2 separate regions of the Zea mays genome follow, and region 2 is linked to region 1. Evidence: chromatin contacts called from public Hi-C data. All regions are on one chromosome and are shown on one strand. Each heading gives the region's core, a stretch centred on a gene start, on an enhancer-like site or on the middle of the called end of the contact. The rest is flanking DNA. Distances are from core to core; before and after follow the strand shown.

Evidence for each region. Hi-C and Micro-C count contacts between places; a contact is called where the count stands out from the background.
Region 2: a Hi-C map of leaf shows a contact between it and region 1, with 2.8 times the contacts expected there. The contact joins the promoter of LOC542467 here to the enhancer-like site in region 1. A contact is called at or near these places in 2 of 25 Hi-C or Micro-C datasets (both in leaf).

What each region holds. Positions count from the first base shown.
Region 1 is chr10:37,342,494-37,349,773 of Zm-B73-REFERENCE-NAM-5.0, reverse strand. No RefSeq gene overlaps it. Among protein-coding and RNA genes, the nearest start is that of LOC542467, 170 kb to the left of the region's middle. Within about 2 kb of position 4,198, at least 4 of the 20 cell types and tissues checked have an H3K27ac peak or open chromatin away from gene starts, as enhancers often do. A contact at or near this core is called in leaf, where this site is marked.
Region 2 is chr10:37,514,690-37,521,969 of Zm-B73-REFERENCE-NAM-5.0, reverse strand. LOC542467 (proline rich cell wall protein 1) reads left to right here and starts at 4,735. Exons shown (of 1, transcript NM_001112022.2): 1 at 4,735-6,272. The coding sequence starts at 4,849. The coding sequence ends at 5,985.

The DNA.
Region 1 (7,280 bases), core at 2,949-5,448:
CTTGTCAGGTTAAGTAAAGTTACCTGCATCTAAAGTTCTTTCTATCCTAGTTCAAGCACTTGGCCTATACTAGCCGTCTTTTATCAACCCTTTAAGTTTACTGGATTGCTACGTGTAAGTCAGTGACCAAGTCTTCATGTCCGAGAAGTTTACTGGATTGCTACGTGTAAGTCAGTGACCAAGTCTTCAGGTCCTTAATCGACTCAGACGGAGACACTACACCGAGACTCCTTTCTCGTGCAAATCAACTGTCCGGTCTCAGCGTTATTATTTTCAACCTAAAGTTTGGTACCTGGCAGAGGTACATCTTTTCCAAGGTTGAACCCATCACGACCATGATGGATCCACCATAAAGTTTTATTTTGAAAACATCCCACCCACTTGAAGCATCATCTTTTGTCAAAACAAAACATTTTGTTTTTCTAGAGAAAAGCTAAGCATGATTTTTTTTATAAAACAGGTGATGAAGGAAGGGTAATCAATCTTCCAAGGAAGGAAATGCAGCAAGTGTTTAGCACACAACTCCTATAACCTAATGCATCAAGCACGTGAGAAAGATTTTAAAATAGCAAGGAGGTGGCAAATGCACTGGGGCTTGCCTGGGTAACACTAGGTTAGTGTTGTTAGACGACGTCCACTTGACGATCATCCTTGTCCTAGCACTTAATCAGGCAGGTTCGTCCATCAGCATCACCATGCAGAGTAGCCCGCGCTTGGGGTCGACTTGGTTCGTCTTCCGCACCACGCGATTAATTAACGTACCTGAATGAAATGCATTATGCACATGAATGCATATAGACAGAAATATTTCAAACCTAAATAGTGCTACGCGATAGCGAATTAAACCCTTACAGGCGAGATGCATTTCAACATTCATGATAATATTATCGACATATTAATAAATACAACAAACACCCTCTCTATCTTAACCAGACTTAACTCAAACATCAAGGAATATTAAATCATGATATTTAATCGACTACTACATATAGGATAAAAAGACGACTAAGATAGGCTATCGACTTCACTATATAAATACAATTAGTACAATCAACAATATTAGGACTTAACAGCTAATCGCTTCGAATACAAAACTATACTTCACGATATTAATTAAACTACACACTATATATACGAAGCAGTTTAACCAATATCTAACACCGCCACTATGGGTACACGGCAAACAAGATAATCAAATCAACGTACTTAGCCAATCCATCTAATGACTCTGCTAATAGAGGTAGCGAATATAATTCACTAATACTCAACTCGACCATCTCATCGAACAACCGAGAAGCATCGCGCTGGCTTTGGCTTCAGCATCAAATCTCCCTCCATGATTGCACATAAAAACACACAAAGGAAACAAAAATAGTGCTAATAACACAGATCGCCATCAAAATTAATTACCATTGTTAAAATTGAATGCGACACAAATAAGATCAATCACAGAGAAGACACGGATTTAACGTGGAAAACCCCTCTGAAGTGAAGGGGAAAAAACAACGGGCGCCGACCGGCAACTTCTCACTATTTTCGGGTGGTTACAGATCGCAGGAGATTTACAATTGAGACAGCTATCTCCTGCGGCTTACAAAGATATTTATAGAGGTGAAACCCTAAAACGATCCGTACCGCTGCGCTCCGGCCCAAGCCTCCCGGCGACGGGCCTCCGCTTCGCTCGCCAACTTGGCCGCCTTCTTCAGAATTTGGATCACAAACTCAACAAACTCCACCTTGAGACAAATTCCTTGTAGCATCATAATAACAAACTCCACCTTAAACAAATGCATCATCATCTTGCCGGCGCCAACAGCCACTAAGGGCTAATTTATAATACCAACTAAGTTTGAGCATAGCTCAAACTTAGCAACAGAAACATGCTTCGTCATCATATCAGCTGGATTATTATCAGTACTGATCTTGCATACCTTTACCAACCCTTTTTCAATGATATCACGAATGAAGTGATAGCGAATATCAATATGTTTGGATTTCTCAGTAATCATCTGATCTTTGGTGAGATGAATGGCACTCTGGCTATCACAATAGATGGTAATGCAAGACTTAATTCCACATAGTTCTGAATATATACCTTTCAACCATAAGGCTTCCTTAGTAACTTCTGCAATTGCCATATACTCAGCTTCTGTGGTAGACAAAGCAACAGTATCCTGTAAACGAGCTTTCCAACTCACAGCACAATCTCCAATAGTAAAAACATAACCTGAAAGAGATCTCCTCCTGTCTAAATCACCACCATAATCTGAATCAACATAGCCAATCAGACCATCTCCAGATTTACCAAAACATAAACAAGCACTAGAAGAACCACGTAGATATCTGAAAATCCACTGAACAGCTTTCCAATGCTCTTTACCAGGATTAGACATGTATCTAGCAACAACGCTCATAGCATGAGACAAATCAGGACGAGAACAAACCATAGCATACATGAGTGACCCAACAGCACTAGAGTATGGAACTTTTGACATATATTCAAGCTCAGCATCAGTTTCAGCACACTGTTTAGTAGACAGTTTAAAATGAGGAGCTAACGGAGTACTCACAGGTTTAGTATTTTGCATGTTGAAACGACGAAGGACCTTCTCAATATAATTCTTCTGGCTCAAGTACAGCAGTCCAGACTTCCTATCCCTGACTATCTCTATGCCAAGAATTTTCTTTGCAGCACCCAGATCCTTCATATCAAATTCGCTACTAAGCTGTGCCTTTAAAGCAGTGATTTCCTTCATGCTCTTGGCAGCAATCAACATATCATCAACATATAGCAGCAAATATGTAGGTGATCCATTAACAAATTTTAGATAAACACAACTATCATATTGAGACCTCTGAAAGCCTTAGAAAGCATAAATGAATCAAACCTCCCGGCGACGGGCCTCCGCTTCGCTCGCCAACTTGGCCGCCTTCTTCAGAATTTGGATCACAAACTCAACAACCATGAAGCTACGTGAACTTGTGAAGATCTCCCGCTATACGCAGATCATCATCAGCGCGTCATGACGAACTCCAAACACCACGACGGCGATGACGCAGAGTGCAGAGACACGATATACGGATTTGAAGCTACTGGTCACGGTGAAGTTAAAGCTGGACGAGGAGTCGATGGCGTTGCGGCATGAAGGTGAAGCCGAGGGCGAGTGGTCGGACCACCATCAAGCTGCGCGAGCTGAGGGGCGCGACGATCCTCAGAGAACCTCCCAAAAGATGGAAGGGACACGGATGGCGATGTCGTGGATGTGGACACGATTGCCAGACCCCACGCGAGGACAAAAGAAACCAAAGCGACAACAGTGTAGTGACTTCGACGCTAAGCACCAGATCTCGGCGAACGCAACCATGGACGCATGCTGCCGCTTGGGATCGAGCTGGGCGAGTTCGACGGCCACGGCGAGCGCGGAGGCGAGCCAGGGAGCAGGAGCAGGGAGAAACGCCGGCGAGCCGCAGCAGGGACCAAGCGGAAGGAGCAGCTCGGCTGGGCAGCGGCCCGCATCCACGACGAGCAAGCAACAAATCGCGCGGTAGGACTGAGCGCCGGCAAGGAAGACACGATGGCCAGGGAGCTCAGCAAACTTGAAGCAGCGTGCTGACCAGGGAGCGGCAGCCGGCCAGCAGAGTAGCGGCGCAGGGAGATGGAGCTCGAAGCCGAGCTCGAGGACGCGGCTGCGCGCAGACAGTGGGGCCAGCGCGAGATGGGGGGCGACTATCGCGCGCAGGAGAAATAGAAGCCGAGCGCAAGAGAGAGAGGAAAGCAGCTGGGCGCCATGGGAGGTGTGAAGCTCAGAAGGAGAGAGCGCTCGTCCATGGAATAGACCTTGGCTGGGCGCGGCTGGAAGAAGAGCGCGCGACGCAGGGAGCCGGGGACGCACGTGGGAGCAGGGGCTGGGGCGCGCCAGAGGAAAAACCGGCGAGCAGGGAGAGCGCGCCGTGGGGAAGAGCCGCTCGGCTGGGCGTGCTCCCGCGGGAGAAATAGAGGTCGAGTGACTGGGAGAGAGAGGACCAAGGCATGGGGAGGGAGATGGGCGGCCGAGCGGCCGAGCGCTGCGGGGAGGAGATAAGCTCCGGGATGGCCTTGCGATAAGAAGCTCTAGGGTGCGCCGCAGGGGAAGAAGACGATGTGCAGAGAAGATAAGACGAGGGAGAGAAACGCGCGTGCTGGAAAAAAAATTCAAGACCGCGGCAGGATTTTTGAAGAAGGGCGGCGCTGTAGAAAAAAATCAACAGGGCTAGGGGCGGCAGTAGGGATAGAATTTAGAAGATATTTTCTTTTTTATTATTTCTTTAAAGAATTTCGTAGATATTTTTTTGGATCGAGATTTTTTGCGATAACAAAAGGGTCCACGGTACTTGCGACATAGTTTGATTCGATTCGAAATCTGATAAATTTATCTGTGGTCAGAACATCTGATTCCATGGTTACGGGCAATTTGTGTGATAATCGGATCTCAATTATAATTCCTTGATTTTCAACCTCGCGCACGATTTCTCTCAGACACTCCGTGATTCAAATTATTTTACCCTGAACATTTTAGTCGTCGAGTTCAAACTAATTTGCCCGGGATAAAATCGTAGGAGTAGGTAAAGCTTCCAAATTCGTATTCGTGCGAGCGATGTATTTTAAATAATCACCGGACGCACCGATTTTTGTAACAACTATGTTCCGAACAACATGAAAATTTCGGAAGAGCCCGGATAGCTAAAAATGATGTCGAACTCACAGCAGATGAAACAGATGCGATATGAAAATCACGATAGGCGAAGATGATTAGACCTTAGTATCCATCTTATTTACTGATATCAAGTGCTTAAATCCGTACTTGCTGTCCAGCAGAATATAAACACCTGGGGTGTTACAGATTACTCACATGCTTCAGGTACTGCGCAACTGAGCCAGCCATGTCCCTAGCGGCGATGGCCGAAGCAATTTCGTCGCTGGCGCAAAACCTGGACCACAGGTCTTGCGAAGACCCCTTCGCCCTAGTCGCCATGGCCACCGACCCAGCCGTCGTCGGTGCTGGGACAACAGCCAGTTGCCCAGACTCCGACCCTGCACCATGGTCACGTCAGAAACCCCAACCCCATTCAAAAAAAAACACACCGACAGGTCCCCGCCCTGTGTGGGCGTCGAAAATCGCGAACCCGGTCACAAGGTAGTCCTCCACGAAAATATCCATGGAGACTTCGGCCCCACCCACCGCCGTCTCAGCAGCACGCGGTGGCGACGGAGGCCTTCGCTCCCGTGTGGGCATGGTAGGGAGCGGCATACTAGCATCGGGCGCACCAGGCGGAGGCTTGCTGGAGCCGAGGGCGGCAGGCTTCGCGCTCGCCCGCGCCATTTTGACCTCACGGCGCGGGTCCCCGACCCTCACAAATGCCCGATGTTTCCACGGCGCGTCTTGACGATCCTTCTCCATCACTGTCGATACAACAGCAGCAACATTCCATTCGTAAGGGAAAATTTTCATCTCACGAGCTAATTGAGATGTAAACATGTCCTCGTCGGCCGCCCGGGGAATCGGAACATTCCTAGGCCAGATGTAACACCCCTGGTGTTACTGTCACTAAAACTTGAGCATAACATCATAAGCATTAGCATTTCATATGTTTGATACACCTATAGTGCATTCACTAGGCAAAAATTTCAAACAAGTTGTATTGATATGGCATTTTGCAAATAAGACCCTAGTGTAGGGTACTTAACCTTAAATAGGGTTCTTAAGGGTAAACAAGAGCCAAATAGAGAAAACCCTAAAGTTTAAGTGAAATAGTCATAAAATGTTCTTAAGAATGGACCTACATTACATTCACACCCCTGAGATATCAAAAATCCTAATTGGAACCTTGGAAAACCCTAAACCTAAACCCTAGGGGGCTAAGTGCTAAATTAGTGCACTTTTGGACTAAAGTGCAAAAACCATGATGTTAAAGTATCTTAAGTCATATGGTCCCCAATCATGAGGGTTTGCAATCCAAAACTTGAGATTTGGACTTAATTGCAAAAGAGCCACACTTGAACTCTTTGGATTAAGTCTGAATTTCATTGTAATGAACTCATCTTTGGGGCCATGTAACTTCCAAATTCTAAGGTTTTTGCCCTAGGTCACCACATCAATATTATAGACCTATTAAAGGAGAATAACTTTGCTTAAGGGAGTAAGCATTGTTGTTATGAAGAATTTAAAGATAAGTGAGCCTGAAGTTGGGCTGTCAGGCTGTTTAATGTCTGAAATTCAGACTGACAGTGCAACTGCAGTGACTTTGGGCATGAATTCAAACATGATCGAGCAAGAATTTGCTTAGGATTGCTATAACAATATTGTAGCTGGATCTTAGAGCTATAACTTTGCTAAAGGGTGATGATCATGTTACTACATAAAATTGAGAGAAAATTCGCCCTAAACTTTGGCTGTCAGGTGCACTGAATGATCCTCGCCATGGTACAGTGCCCCGGGAGGATAAGGTTCAGAACCTCGCCGCCGATGATCTCTCCGACGCGATTCGTGCCGCCGGCATCTCGATTCGTGCCCAGGGTAAATGGATAACGTCGCGGGGTAGAAAAATCATCACCGTCGTTGAGCTAGACACCAATCCGGCTAGCCGCCACACTTTTCCCTTTTTCTCATCGTCGATCAAATGAGATCTCACCGCCGTTGAGTCATCCCTGCCATCCGCCGCGTGTCCAAATGCTTTACCACGTTGCGGCTAACCGTGCTATGCATGTCCGGTGATCACCGGAGGAGCCGCCACGGTGAAAGCCACCTGTTTTGTTGCGCTAGTACTCTTTCTGCCCTCCGGCTGCCAGCACTGCTCGGCCAAATTGAGCACCACCGCTTAAGCCCTCTATAAATTGATGGCCGGGTCAGCTGCACTATGTCATTGTCACACCCGGGTTTCGGGGCACCAAGACCCGGGCACGAACATAAACACCAGGTGTGCTGGGACCAAGTCTCACACATATGATGCATAGTGGCACATGATCGAATGTCACATCTTTACTATATATAACATGAGTTCTGTACAAAAATAATTAAATAATTACATCATATGAGGAAACGATCCAGCAACCCAAAGTTGACTGGGAGACGACGCCCTAGATTTCTCACGAACACGCCACAGCATCCTCCAAGCGCCTCATCCTGCGGTACCTGTTCTTGACCTGTGGGGGGGTGTGAGACAGCAAGAGTGAGCTCACATACGTTCATCGCTCAACAAGTTGTGGGGAATAATGTGCATGAACTCGCCAAAGGTGGGAGCTC
Region 2 (7,280 bases), core at 3,486-5,985, 170 kb before region 1:
GAGTATTTGGCGCTCCGAAAAGGCGTCAACACCTCTATCATCTATGGATCCATTTGTAAAGGCTACTGCAATGGCGCACCCTAGAGACTGGTCCTTTTTCATCAAAGTGACTCGACTTCTTTGAAGAATTTTCTTATGGGTTAGGGCTAGTTTGGAAACTCAAACTAACCTTCTTCGGGATTGAAGGCGATTGGATAGGAAATTAGTTCATTTCCACCCCAATTCTTTCCAATCCTGAAGGGAATTTGAGGTTCACAAAGTAGCGCTTAGGTTGATGTAGCTACTACTTGTCCTGCATTCTTGCTCCTATTTACTCGAGTAAAAGACTGTGTTGTTTATATGTATTTCAAAAACAAAAAAAATGCGCATAATTAATGAACGACATTAGAGCAAATGCACAACAGTGTCTCATAATGACATGGGATCGCTTGGTACCAGAGATTGGTACCGTTGAGTTGTGGATTCATGTTAGCACAGGCACGGGCATGTGGTTGGGATGTCAGTGTCAACAATGTCGGGTCGGTGGCAGGAGGATGAGGAAACATCCAAGAAGGAAAGGACATCGCCGTTGGAACAAGGGATGAATGCACAGCTCCGGATAGCCGTACCGTACGCCTCCGACCCCGCCACGGCGTCAGCTAGCTGCTGAGCCTGACGCCTGAACACGGTCGGGTCGCCACCACCGTTCTTCCACGACTGTGCTCGCACAGCCATACACTGCTGAACCTACAGATTAGCTATAGGCAGCGACGTACGTGTCCCTTTTTAACTTAAAGTGATAAAACTGTGAGTTTGTAGATAAAGTTTGAGATGAGTTTTAAAACTGTGAATTTGTAGATAAACTTTGAGATGAGTATACATGTGAAGAATTATGAAAAGGAGCAAACCATTTTTCAACCCCGCACGCTATGCCTGCAAGGGTATTCAACTAATTAAAGGTCTTGATACAACTCTTTACACAGAAGGTCTGAACGACTGATTTACCACACCAGGCTCCACCGGCAGGCAAAGCAAGATGTCGACACTGCCGTGTCGGTCACGCAGAAAGTCGGAGTTCTAATCTACTACGACGTTTATACGGCGGACCGGCTGTAGCCATCTTACTTTGGCCGATATAGGCTATATCAGTTGTCACGTCAGGACATAAACCATAGTATTAACTTTACTATTGACCAACGGCAAATTTAGGGTGCTTTGTCGGATCAGCCGACCCGATAAAATTTGTAAATCCTTTAGTAAAATACAATTAAAATTTAAAAAAATTATATCATATAACAAAGTTGATGCTGTTAAGTCCAATATTATTCTCGGTTAGATTCGCCACTGCTATTGACCATCGTCAGAATTTATCTTATCACACTATTTTACTATACAGTTAGCTCAATATCATATCAGATTTTCTTTTACAAGTTTTTAGTTGGTATAGAATACGCCATTATATTAAAATACAAATATATCGAAATATATAATTAAGGAAATACAAGTTACATAATTCATAAACTATAAATAAGTCTATATATCCATCTTTTCCTACAATTATCAATGAGAAATAAAATAAAAGACTAAGTTAGATACAACATTCAATAACCTAAAAAATATAATTTGTATATAATAAAAATTAAATATGAGAATGAAGAATCTTATTTGAAATTATGGATAATGTTGTTCTTTTTTCATTATTTTATTATCATTATACACACACACACACTACATATTCTCATTATAAGAGATTAAATTAAACAACCTTAGTTAATAAACCAGTGGACTAATAAACTGGTATTTTCTACTTTGTCCAATTGAAATAAATGACTATACATAAGACAATTAGCATAATATAATATTTCTCATAATCTAATTCATGAATGTAAAGTTAATCTCTCATACTAAATTAAAAGTATTATAAATGTTGAAAATAAAAAAAATCCAAATTCCTAGTTCTAGATATCTGGATATAGATGGAAACTAGTCTCTATTGATAACTTGTTCAGATTCCTGTATGAAACGAAATCAAGGCAACAAAAGTAAGGTAATAAGGTCCCTCCCCTTTTAATCTATTCATAAAGAAGAGAGAGATTGAGAGAAGATCAAAGCAGATGCAAATGTGTGTAACAATCTAAAGCATAAATGTAAATGAATTATACACCATAAGCTTGATCCTTTATTCTTTCTCTTCTGACCAGAAATATCTTTATGCGTACCTTCGGAATGATGAAATGTTCAAAGGATGTCTAAAAATGTTACCGCCTTATAGCTTCAAATGCAGAGTCATCTAAGAGCATAAGAACACATGAACCTTCCAAAGGAGATACCATGAGCATGGGCATTGTACCCCTATTTATAGAAACTATGAGACATACAACTGCATATAAAATTACATTTACGCCCCAAGCCTTATACATACAATTTACATAGGATGTCGAGGGTACTGTCATATTTTCCTTCATGAAACGTGTTGAGCACACCGCTTAAATCTTCCTTCGTCGCCTGGTTGCTCGCTTCAATTAATCCTTGGTGCTTTGTTTAAGTCTCGACCGCGAAGGTTCACTTACTTCCCAACGAAAGGTTACTTTGATATTCTGAAATAAGTTCGAAGATAAATGAAATTTATTAGTTTAAGGACTACGACACACCCCAACAATCTCACTCTAATAATATTTTAATACAACATTAAAATAAAGACAATTTCTAAATTATTTGATAATCTTGTTCTCCTTATTTATTTACCCTATCATCTACAAATATTTGATATAAATCCGCCCATAATGTCTCAACCATCATGAAAGAGAGAAAAAAAAGAATTACACACTATTCTACTAATAAAGTTTAGAAGTCGTTGATTAACATATACTTACCTTTTAATTCCAACTATATCAAAGGAATCAAAATCAGAGTCCTCTTAGATTGGTAATTTTTGGTAGATAATAAAATATCTCCCTTCCTCCTTTGGTTACCATATATAATTCCTGACGAGGATATGATGGGGGCTATTAGTTAGAGCATCTCTAACAAAGTGTCTCAAAATAGTGCCCCAAAAACTAAAATACTATATCATTTAGAGTGTTTAGAGTACTAAAAACAAATTGAACTCGAAGAGTTAAGCCCTGAAGCATGTATTTAGGAAGCAAATTATATTATTAGGAAAGAAAGTTGATGGTAATGTAGAAATTAAGGATAGGGCACTAAATAATACGAGGTATAGTATATTTGAGTCACTCTATTATGTGTCCTATTTTTTTATAAAAAAATTATAAAATAAGACATTGTTGGAACTATTTTTTATGAGTTATGTCCTATATATTTCAATATATGGCACAAATTTAAGCCACTGTTGAAAATTAATGCTCTTACACGCAATATCATTTGTAGAGGCCCTACTTGACTGATCTACCTCCAAAGATATGTTTGTAGATGCGACTACTGTGTTAACGGCGCTGCCTATGTAAGTATGGTAGTACTGCCAAAAAAAATATATGTGAAGATTCTTTTGTAGAGACCACTCATGACAGAGGAGGCCAGGGCTTACTTTGAAGCCGCATGCTCTGGGAACCAAAGGTGCAGGGTGCTGATTGGGTCGCGTTTGGCCAAAACAGATATTGTAGCTACAGATCAAATGTCGAGTAACGAATATCATCGATCCTGTGTCACAGTGTCGTCTGTCCTCTCCCAGCTGAATGCCCGCCAACCATGTATGCATATGATGCCAGCTACGCATCGCACACCAAGCTCGCCATAGGACAAGCTCTAGGATGACGATGTGAACTCCAGGACCACGCGCATGCAGCGACAGATGACAATGGCTATTGGCTAGCCCTGGTCATCTAGCTAGCTAGATATATCAGCACAAAATATCTTTGCTCTGGCTGTCAAAGCAACCAGGAATATCAAACGACGATGTACGTACACAGATAATAACTGAATGCATGGCCCGCCTGGATGAGAGAAGAGATGAATCCTTCATATATATGGTCATCAGCAGCAGCGTGTGTCGTCAAAGAGAAGCTAATAAATACCTACCCGTGTCCCCGTGTCTCATCAGAGGCTAGCAAACGTACCAGTCGGGTGTGCTGACTCGCAGGTAGGGATGAAAGTGGTAATCCGAACTGTTAGAACAAATTTAATATTTTAAAATAGATATGTATAAAATTTGATGTTGATCTTTTCTTATGTTATCAAGCACATTAGTACAAATATGAATAAAATATTACATAAATTGTTTTATGTATTATTTGCTCCCTACAACACAAAAAGTTGAAAAAATTACCGAATTTGTTTCCGAATCCATACCGAAGTTTATATCTATTATTTGAGAAAATATAGGATGAATTTGAGGTTTACCTTTTATGAATCTTAACAAGCTGGATGTTAAAAACAAGAATACAAATTTGTATTATATATTATATATCACAATAAAAGAAAAACGACAAAAAAACTGATTACCGAATAAATACCGTTTCCGACCGTTTTCATCCCTAGTCGCAGGACAGCAGCGTGTATCTACATTATATATGTTGGAACAAGAGAAGAGATGGACGCGAATCCGTGAGAAAGTAAAAGTGAAAGTTACGTGCTACTGCTATTCGTTGAATAACAATAACACGGGCTTAATTAGCTGCTACCAACCCGGTGATACGGCCGAGGCCAAACCTGTAAGCAGCAAGACAGACAGCCATCCACGCGTCCAAAGCTGGTTGGCTCGGCCACGCTATAAATCCTACCCATGGCCACACCCCCGTCATCCACACACACACAACACAGCAGAGAGATTACTACGATCCAACAGTTCTAGAGCAAGAGAGAGGAAGACACACCGCAGAGTTAGCAGGCTAATAACTTGCAGGAGCAGCAGGAATGGCGGCGACGCGTCGCCTCTCTTGCTTTCTCCTCGCCGTGCTTCTGGCAGGAGTGGCCGCTGCCACCGCCTTCGACGAAGCGGCTGCTGCCGGCTTCGGGCTTGGCCACGGCGCGCGTTTCGCGCGCAAGCATGGACGTGCTGCCGCTGAGATGCCCCAGCCGGAGCCACAACCTAAAACTAAGCCGGAGCCCCATATGCAGCCACTGCCCCAGCCAGAACCTAAACCGAAACCTATGCCACATCCAGAGCCAAAGCCTGAACCTCAACCAAAGCCCAACCCTGAACCTCAACCAATGCCCAAGCCTCAACCAAAATCCAAACCAGAGCCATTGCCTACACCGAAGCCTGAACCTAAGCCCGAACCTAAGCCAGAGCCTAAGCCCGAACCTAAAATAAAACCAAAGCCAAAACCTGAACCAAAACCAGAGCCTAAGCCAGAGCATAAACCTGAGCCAAAGCCAGAGCCTAAACCCAAACCGAAACCAGAGCCAAAGCCAGAGCCACAACCAAAACCAGAGCCTAAGCCAGAGCCTAAACCCGAACCGAAACCGGAGCCAAAGCCAGAGCCCCAACCTAAGCCAGAGCCTAAGCCTGAGCCGAAACCAGAACCAAAGCCAGAGCCACAACCAAAGCCTGAGCCTAAACCAGAACCAAAACCAGAGCCAAAGCCAGAGCCTAAGCCCGAACCAAAACCAGAGCCAAAGCCTGAGCCTAAACCCGAACCAAGGCCAGAACCTAAGCCAGAGCCAAAGCCTGAGCCGAAACCGAAACCAGATCCAAAGCCAGAGCCACAACCAAAGCCAGAGCCTAAGCCAGAACCAAAACCAGAGCCAAAGCCAGAGCCTAAGCCCGAACCAAAACCAGAGCCAAAGCCTGAGCCTAAACCCGAACCAAGACCAGAACCAGAACCAAAGCCAGAGCCTAAACCTGAACCAAAACCGAAACCAGAACCGGAGCCACAACCAAAGCCAGAGCCTAAGCCTGATCCAAAACCAGAGCCTAAACCCGAACCAAAACCAGAGCCCCAACCAAAACCAGAACCTAAGCCCGAACCAAAACCACAGCCAGAACCTAAGCCCGAGCCCAAACCAAAGCCTGACCCTCCACACATCCCACCAGCAGCTATCAACTGAGGAAGTGGCTATTAACAATTATTGTAGTGTTTAAATAAAATGCCATGTTGCAGCGTGCTTTTGTAGGTGCTGCTACTTGTTGTATCTATCCTATCTTTTCTTTGTCATTTTTTGTATGTTATGCTATTATATGATCTTAGTGCAGTTTAGCTTGTTCCGTGTATACACGCATTTATGCACTCAGTGGGTTTTTGTTATATGTTGGTTGTTATGTATATATGTTCGCTGTTTCGAGCAGCTAACTAACAGAAACCATTGTTTTAATACACAAAAGATGATTAAATACATAATTCATTCGGCCTTATTATTGTGCACAAAAGCAAAAAGGGTAAAAAAAGGAACAAATGAAACGTGCCATTCATAGTTTAGTATGTTGATTTTATATGCATCTATGCACTCGTGAAATTTTGCTATATATTCGTTGTTATGTATGTTAGCTGTTTTGCCGGCAGCTGGCTGGGTCCTCTCACTGTTGCAGTACGCCACATTTGATTAAATACAAATATCCTTCTTCTAGTACACAAAAGCAAACATGTGAAAAAGAAACAAAAAGAAACGTGTGATCCATAAAGAGCATGGACCCACTGCAGTCCTTTCTTTTCTCTCTCTGTGCTACATTTTCATAAAGTCAGTGTCACTAGTCTATGAATTTGACTTTTCACATTCAAAACATGACCCATACACTTATTCTCAACGTTTAGAAACATTGATTCAACACAAATGCGGGCCGGGATAGAAATATCCGTGGTGGTTCAAGATGATGCTCATTTTTCTTCTATCGATCAGCTTGGTTTCACTAATAATGCAATCGGAGATTACAAATTGGATAGATCAACACTTTGCCACATATTTTGCTTTGTTTTCATATATGTCGGCTACGTGAGAACAGGGTACCCAACTAAGGCCCAAAGGTCTCCCAAAGACGGCCCACTAACTTATCGGCCCGCCTGCCAAGCAGCTCAGCGCGAAGGTCCAAAAGGCCTACCGGTGACGGTCCGTCAAACCGGCCGGCCCGCTCGCCGAATAAATACTGCCGAGCAACCTAGCGAGACGGTACTGTCGACCAACCTGCCTGCCGAGCAACCTAGTGAGGCGGGACTGCCGATCAACCTGTCCACCGAGCAACCCAGCGTGGCAGGGCTACCGACCAACCTGCCCGCCGAGCAACCCAGCAAGACGACAGTCGGCTCTCAAGCGAACACATCTACAAAAAGGAAGAGTCGACCTAATACTATCGAGTCACGTCGGCACGATGGGACATCACAGGGCCATGCCCAGACCGTGGAAGCGGTATC